Regions from separate parts of the Bombyx mori genome. Here region 2 is linked to region 1. The links are chromatin contacts, called in public Hi-C maps. All regions are on one chromosome and are shown on one strand. Each heading gives the region's core, a stretch centred on a gene start, on an enhancer-like site or on the middle of the called end of the contact. The rest is flanking DNA. Distances are from core to core; before and after follow the strand shown.

The links. Hi-C and Micro-C count contacts between places; a contact is called where the count stands out from the background.
Region 2: a Hi-C map of whole pupa shows a contact between it and region 1, with 2.6 times the contacts expected there. The contact joins two enhancer-like sites. A contact is called at or near these places in 3 of 7 Hi-C or Micro-C datasets (posterior silk gland, an unstated tissue and whole pupa).

What each region holds. Positions count from the first base shown.
Region 1 is chr10:6,301,903-6,306,142 of ASM3026992v2, forward strand. EcR (ecdysone receptor) reads left to right here. Exons shown (of 9, transcript NM_001173377.1): 4 at 4,159-4,185. Among protein-coding and RNA genes, the nearest start is that of LOC105842224, 5.1 kb to the left of the region's middle. Within about 2 kb of position 2,404, at least 6 of the 8 cell types and tissues checked have open chromatin away from gene starts, as enhancers often do.
Region 2 is chr10:6,254,921-6,259,160 of ASM3026992v2, forward strand. The region is part of intron 3 of EcR (ecdysone receptor); the gene reads left to right. Among protein-coding and RNA genes, the nearest start is that of LOC105842224, 42 kb to the right of the region's middle. Within about 2 kb of position 1,946, at least 3 of the 8 cell types and tissues checked have open chromatin away from gene starts, as enhancers often do.

The DNA of each region.
Region 1 (4,240 bases), core at 1,154-3,653:
AGGCATACGATTGTGGAAGGTTGTACTCCACAAATTTTGAGTGCCATAAAGTTTTTTACCTTAAGTTATATTGAAACAACTGATTCTGTTTTGACCTCAAAATTACGATAAAAGACTGAATAAAGTCAGAAGGGCTAACTGCTAGTTTTGCTACCTCCTCCTTGCATCGGTTTCCTCATTACTGAGGGTCGTGGTCATGGCCTTGAAACAGTTTGTTTTTTATAGTGCACCGCTAATAGTTTTGCTACCATCAGACATGAATCCTCGCGTCTTCATTTTTAATTGGCTTAAAGAGACACTGGATTTACAGATGAAATGCCGATTGTCAGAATGTAATACCGAAGGCTACACACAAGTTGACTTCTGATTTCCCTTTAAAATGCCAACTATAGTTGGAAGACACTGTCTATATCAGTGTTCAAGCGTTGGTATGGTTCTGATAAAGTCATAATTGTCTATAAAGCTCTTTAAGCCAGAAAGCCTACGTGAATTACAACACGCGATAGGCTTTTCAAGTCATTTTTGCTTGGGAGTCATTCTATAAATATCGACCCTTCACCGCTGTGATGTAGCATATAATTATGACAGACTATCTCAAGTGGATATGTGTGACATATAGGAAAATATTTAGAAAAAATAAAAGCACAGTACCGAACATCATGAGAAACATTAAAAAAAAAATACGAACCTCTACGATTATAATGCATAAGAATGTATTCGATAAATTGCTATTCTCCATCTTTTAAATCTAAATACACTTTTGGTTTGACCGGGACGATAATACCATGCTTTCTTTTATAAGGCAAACTAAACAAATGTGGCTGCCGGTCAAAAATCGTAGCGTGAATAGGCACCAAAACTTAGATATCACTGAATCTAGAATTTACTGGTGGTAGGACCTCTTGTGAGTCCGCACGGGTAGGTACCACCGCCCCGCCTATTTTCTGCCATGAAGCAGTAATGCGTTTCGGCTTGAAGGGTGGGGCAGCCGTTGTAAGTATACTGAGACCTTACAACTTATATTTCAAGGTGGTTGGCGCATTTATGTTGTAGATTTCTATGGGTTCCAGTATCCACTTAACACCAGGTGGGCTGTGAGCTCGTCCACACAACTAAGCAATAAAAAAAAAAACTCAAGATGTACTTTTGAAGTTTCAATGGCTGTACACTCGTCCAAAGCGCTTTGTGACATAAAGTGATAGGATCATTGTATCTAACTTTGTAGGTTTTCAACGTGCCCTAATACCGGTATTTATAATCGAAACATCCTAACAGTAGTACTGCATAACAGTATTCGGTCGTTATATAATCATGCCTAATATTAGCAGCACGAATGCCAGGGTAATAAGTTATGCATACAACTATTCCATCGAAACTCGGTGCACGCGCATACAACGGTTGTGAGTGGATAGTGCATTGCTTCTATGACCTAATTGCAGTTTGATTCCATTATAGACCGCTGTTGGATCGTGTCACGTTTTACGTTTATAAATATTTGAAATAAAGTTTTCTTTTTGTTAATGCCCAACGACAGCGTCTCAGAAAGCCTAAGCTCCTTGTAGATCGACGTATTTAGAGCTCATAGAATATTACTGAATAAACGCCACATAATACGAAGGTGAAAAAATTGGAACTTATTGAATTATTCATGTCTCATCTTAAATGAAATGAATGGGCATAAGCTGCCTTTGCCTCAACGTTTATAGATCTATTTTTTATTGTACATTCAAAATACGTTTCATGTAAATCACGGAACAGATATTGTAAATTATGACTTTATAAAAATCACAAAAATAACCAGTTCTCGTCGGAAAGCTCGTAAATACGCTCATAAAACAGAGTCCAGTCCAATTACTAAATTCAGTTGACTTTAATCATGATTAATATCCGTTTGGACATTCAGAGGGATCAGAACGGATGGTTTTTCCTTTATTTGTTGATGAAATTTCACGTTCATTGTCTAAAACCGTATGCCTTATTGTGATGAATTGTATTATAAACATACACAACACAACAAGATCAAATTGATGCCCACAATTAACAGTCAGAACGCTGATCATTTTCATTGTGCTTTTGCAGCGAGAAGAGATTTATTTACACATTTAGACAATTCCTACAAGGAACTGAAAATAAAAATTTCAAATTTAAATATCCTAGACAATTTATTGGAAAGGAGAAATTGAACAATTATTGTCACCTCTTTATTTCAAAGTTGTCTTTCAAAAACCAAAAAAGTGATTTGTAACATCTCTAAATTTTAACGTGGTTATAAATTTGACAAAAAAGCAGACGCATCCCGACCTTTAGAATTGAGCTTTAGAGCGGATCAGTGTAGGGTTTTGTATTCCACCTTTTAGTATTCTAAGCTCGTACATCATACGATTGCAAATTCTTGAAAGTCGTTCTCATACACGAACGATACAAGCGAAAGTGTAGTCAAAGTCCTCGACCGAAAGGCGAGGTTCACGTAACATCAGTAACATTGTCTAGATTGCATTATGTAAGCGTTCGTGGGACTACGAGGAACGGTAACATGGTTCCTTAGCAGGTCACGGTGGTGCAAACGACATCGGTTGCTGTCGAGTGCGGTGTCAACGAACAGGATTCAGCATTGAGTATGCAATAGATGCACCGTACCCTTGACTTCCTCCAATAGTTGCATGGCTCACAGCCAGAAGCCATTCACTGACACACTATGCGTAGTTGGAAAGTCCGGTACATTTACTCTGAATATTACCATTTTAGTTGTAAGAAAATGTAATTTAAACCAACGAAAATAACAAATATAAGTACACATTACGAGACAATCGTACTAACATGTGAAAGAGCTTGCTGCATATGTAACGAAAACTAGTTGTCTAGGCGCAGAAGTATTTTAATATTGCGAAACGAAAGATGGAAGCTTTGCGACCAGTTAAGGCTATGCAGTACGGCGTGCTAGCCCGCCATTATCTTTTAATACCATCGACTTCATTAGTCGCTACATTTTTTTGCGACAGCAGCGAGGCGCGGCCAACTTCGCGAGTCGCCGACACGGGTTTGATAACCTGGAGACCTTGGTCTTAATTGCGCTTACTCGAACCATTCCGCCGAGTCCACTTTTTATGCGCCTGCACATCGCTAGTAAAAACATGAAAATGACGCCTACCCGGCCCGTTTTGAGTGGTACAATAACTCCGAAAGTATTCTTGTGGATGCTTGTTTTAAAATTTATGTCAAATAGGAACACTCTATTTAAACACATTGCTGAGAACGTTTATTTCGACAAACTTATAATAATAATGCTTAGACGTTGGTCGATTCTAATGTTATTGTTTTTGTTTCAGGTATGGAAATCTTCCATTATCTTCTCTATGAGGTATTGTGATATTTTCAAGATACAATACAGTTTGCGAAAAAAAGCATACTTCCATATTTTCATTTTCTTCTAGAAACCACAACAAAGGATTCTATGGCGTACTGCCAAGTTTCTGCTATATTAATCATTCATCGCAACATAAATTTATTATCTATATACATGCATATACAAGATTAACTTGTATCTATCTTAGTATTCAATAAAGTTTGCAAAAAATTAAGTTAAAGTATAGTTCGTTGAGCTCAAAAACAGAATAAATAAGACAATAAAAAAAAACAGAATCTCGATTCATTGATTAATCGACTTGAGTGTACGAGGTTTTGACAGCTTTAAAACAAGGAAAAAGGTTTACAAGCTTTATAAATACAATGCTCTAGAAAAAAAGACTATGGCTCGGAGTTAGAATTAAAATCTATTGCGATGTCAATAATGAGCTGCCTATTGTATAGTTTAACCTTGAATGGAGCACTCGATAGATCGATCAATTTCATCTCTAATTTACATTTAATGGAAAACTTCAGAGCAAAAAATTCGCTAGAACAGGCCAACTGCTGGCTGAATAGCGAAAACAAGGCTGTAACGAATGAAACTTCGCGAGACCTCTTACATTTAAGTTTTAGCACTCTGTTAATGGTTTTTGTTGTTATGTAATTTAGGTTTTTGTCTAGTTTGATCTGTTTTTTGAAAACTTTATCAATTTACTTGTAAAATCTTGTCATTTGTTGAAGTACGAATTTATTTTAAAACATTTGAATTGTTATCACATTTATTGTAATGTTTTGTATTTTGTCCCTCTAAAGCCTGCTCTCCCGTTCTTCATCAAATAGGTAAGCAAAATACATAATTGTAGATGTATATAAGTATGCCTGTTATGTTAGTTAA
Region 2 (4,240 bases), core at 696-3,195, 47 kb before region 1:
TATCGATCGACACAATCGTATTACCATTGTTCCAATCTTGCTTTCAATCAATACTATGCCTACAATTTATACAGCGTTGCCCCGATGAACAAGAGCAACTGAAATAAGTTCTTCATACGACTATTGCACATCGACACAACAGAATCAACGATTTTCATTCAAATATCATTGGAAGGGGTAAATAGTGCATTTTGAAAATACAGGTGAGGTCAGACAGTTCAGTAACTAATCGATTTGCATCGAAAACAATGGTTCGCGTAAAATTTAGCAAAGTCATTAAAAGTGTTCAAATTAATTGTTCTAATTTCGGTGGTCATGTGTTGTGAGCCCACTCGGGTGATTACTGCTGCACTAACATTATGACTCGAAGCCATTAATAGAGTAGATAGAGCATTTGTAATTACAATGCAATTCTATCTTCTATTTACATTAATGAGCAGTAGCAGCAACAGCAGTATTACCACAGCTTAGTACTATAAAGACTCACTTGTTGAAATTAAAGAAAATTTTAAAATTCAAATCGAATTTTTCGATAGGATTCTCTAAAATCTGCATTAGAAGAATAATATAAATGGTAGTTTGTAAAATAAAAAATAAAATAAGAACATTCACTTTCCCGAAGACATAATCCCTTTCACAATAAGCTGATTGAGCTCACTCTGCTGTTAACGTGGTTAGCCTAATTAGTCGTCTGATGACCCTCGGGAATGAGTTATTGTTAGCATAAACTATTTATAAATGACCGACCTCAGTCCGTCTCTAGCTGTCTTCTTGTATTTAAATGAAGAGAGAAAAAATTGTAAGTGCTTACGTACGTTCAGAGATCTAAAACATCATTGCTCTGCCTTTACACACTGTCGGCCCTCTAATGAAACGAGACAAGAGGAAAGAAAATATGAAAATGCTAAATAAAACTGCAGTTCTTTTGAATTTTTTTATTATCGGTAGGGGTTTTTACATTACGAGTCTCGATTTAGCTCCCTCCGATTTTGAGTATACAATGCTATATAAACGCCAGATGAAACTCTTAGTAAAGGCGAAGCTTAAAATACATTTTAACTAACAAAGCTAACAGAGTTTAAGTTTGGTTTATTACTATTATTTTTCAAGCGATATGGAGACATGTTTCAACGCCTTTAAATTAGGTGAACGCCCTCAAAGATTAATCTGACATTAATAAAACACGTCAATACTAATACTAGCTTCAAATGTTCACTACCAATACATATCAATAAAGCTATTCGTTTAAAGCTATCATCGGATTGCTTAAAGCGAAATATGGATATGTTTTTATCTATATATTAATACGTGAAGCAAAAACTTTGTATCCCTTTTTACGAAAATTGCGCGGACGGAGGAGTATGAAATTTTCCACACTTATACAGAATATAGAGAAGAAGTGGACAATGCTGATATTTTTTTAAATAATGCATAAATATACAGTAAATCAATAAAGAAAACATTACACACACTACATACCATGTATTTGACGCACACACGCATGCATACTATTTATTGTCAAACTTTTGTTCTTGACGTCTGTTGTCAAATTGAGAATAGATTAAATATTGTTTGTCTTTGTTAATATTTTGTATAGTGTAGTCTTGGCGAAATTTGTGATTATAGAAGTATAAAATACAATCATAATAGTGTACAAACTTACAATTCCAATTAATTATAGTCGAATTTCGACTACTGCGGGACCTCTAGTTTATTTTAATAGGACAGCTTTGCGAGAAGGAATCTTAATTATTCGTGACTGAAGAACGACCACGTCATTATTTCGATAAAAACTGCTCAATTCAATGTTTTCAAACCAACTTTAGAGTTGAGAAACCATTTTAGCGGGTTTCAAACTCTGAACGTAAAACAAATCTCGATCGTGTTGTACACAGTCTGTTCACGGTCTATTCTCGTCAGGTTCATCGTTAACAAAAATGATCTCATCAGTACGATGCAGCGACAATGTGAACATTGTGATTAATGTCCGCGTGTCACTCTTCTCTGTACATACAGAAATTGGTGTATTTATGTCCATGTAAAGATAGTGATTGTGCGATTTAAAAAAAAAACATGAAGTTTGAAGTCGGCTCAAGAAAATTTGTTAATTCTCTAGTCACCAAATTTGAATTCAATTCTTGTCGTTGCGTCTTTTTGGATGTAACTTTGAGATGGATTTTAAATTAGCTTACGGAGCTGCTATGGAGATTAGAGTATTAAGCGGTAGGCAGCGGCTTAGCTCTGCCCCTGGCATTGCTGAAGTCCATGGGCGACGGTAACCACTCACCATCAGGTGGGCCGTATGCCCGTCTGCCTACAAAGGCAATAAAAAAATAAAAATATTACTCGTCTGATCTCAGAACAAAAAAAAAACGGCATACGGTGCACGGTGGTTACATATCTTCAAGAAGATGAAGTTTTCAAAATGTTTTCTTTACTTTTTTAGCTTTCATGCCTTTTTTTGGGGTTTTCTATCATTATTGAGTTACAATCAAGTTTCTCATTGTTGCATGGATTTAGACCTGTCTATATCTCAAGTTTATTTTGCGTACTACTACGAAACATTCCAGTTCTTAGTCAATTAAAAAGTATTAAAGTACAGAAGCAAAATAAGAAGCCAAATGAAACACATTCACAATACATTTGGTACACAATGGTATGTAAGGTAATGGTAGACATAATATTAGTAAAATTTTAAAGTTAAATAATGTCAGATTCTTACAAGCGAAGACGTTAGCAAAAGGCAGTCCTTTAAATAAATTACACGGCGGGCGGCGACCGCTATCTGTCGATCTGTAATTAAACAGAATTGCCGCAATTTATATGGCACATCGTCTTTAGAGCCCATGAATTGAGCAATTAGAGTATAAGGAATTTCGTTAATTAAAAAATTATATGGTGCTAGAGTTGAACAATCAAAAATACATGAACAAATTTGTATTGTAAAGATTGTATTATCGGAAACCTCAACTCATATATTTCACAGTTGCTTAACTAAGATACGTCAGGAATTATTTTACTTTCGTTAATTTAAATACAATTTTATTTGATCGGAAAACAACAAAAAACAAACACGTGTGAAATTCATACAACGCAGAAATTAAAACTACGTAAGCGTTCTATCTCATTTATTCACGGCCTAATATTCTATAATAGGTATATTTGGCGCTTTATCGTTTAGATATAGGTTCAGTCTCTTCATAGGAACATTGAACCGAAGTTCCATTCCAATGTATTCATTACGATTCATCTGTTGAAAAAAATAAGAGAATAAACTTGCATTCAAAACTTAATGTTTGAAATATACATATCGACGCTTGAAAGGCAAAAGTGACTAAGCGACAATAACTGCTTTGTACATAAATGATAGGCAATAACCATATTCAATGCGCAAAAAATATATATTTCTAGGTCTATTAAAATAATTTCAATCCTACAGCTACTAGCTAGATTCTACTACTACTAGATTCGTTAAAATAAATTTTGTTTACAGGTATTTCAACTTTAAATTAGTCTACTGTAAAGTTCACGCATTGTCGTTTAATCATGTTTGCCTTTCAAGCGTCGAGATATACCCCCTGTACTGTAATTAACAACAGAATAAAAGTCAACAAAAACTGCATCAAAGTCTTCAATTCAATAAATCATATTCTAACGTATAGACAATTAAAAAACTAACACAAAGATATTAATTCTGGTATATTAGATTAACAGAAGCAACATATTATATGACTAGTATATTATCATAAACACGCAATAAGAGAGTCGACATTTTATAACATCGCTTAGAACAATACATGTAAACTTAATATCCATTGCTACTTTATAGCCACATTTCAAAAGGCCATTATAAACATAAAATACACTTGAGTAGTAAATATTTAACATCAATATAATGTGCTTGTTGTGTTCGGTTATAAATAAAATAAATACGGTGTGCTGGAAAAAATAATAATAAATCCTACATGCTTAAGTAACTTATTTTTTATTACATACTTTCTTTTCGACACAGACCTATAAAATAAAAGGTAGCATAGATATACATACATAGTACCAGGCTAAAGTTATGAGTTGTTTCAATTCTTATTTGAAGGTACCTATATTTTGGGACAGTTTGTTAGTTCCGTGGTGAGTTTTATATTTGACTCGTGTTATTTATTCTTAAAAAATATAATACAAAACTGTATTAATTGTTTGATTGCTACATCAGCTTAGGGTATCTAATCTTATTGGTACATAT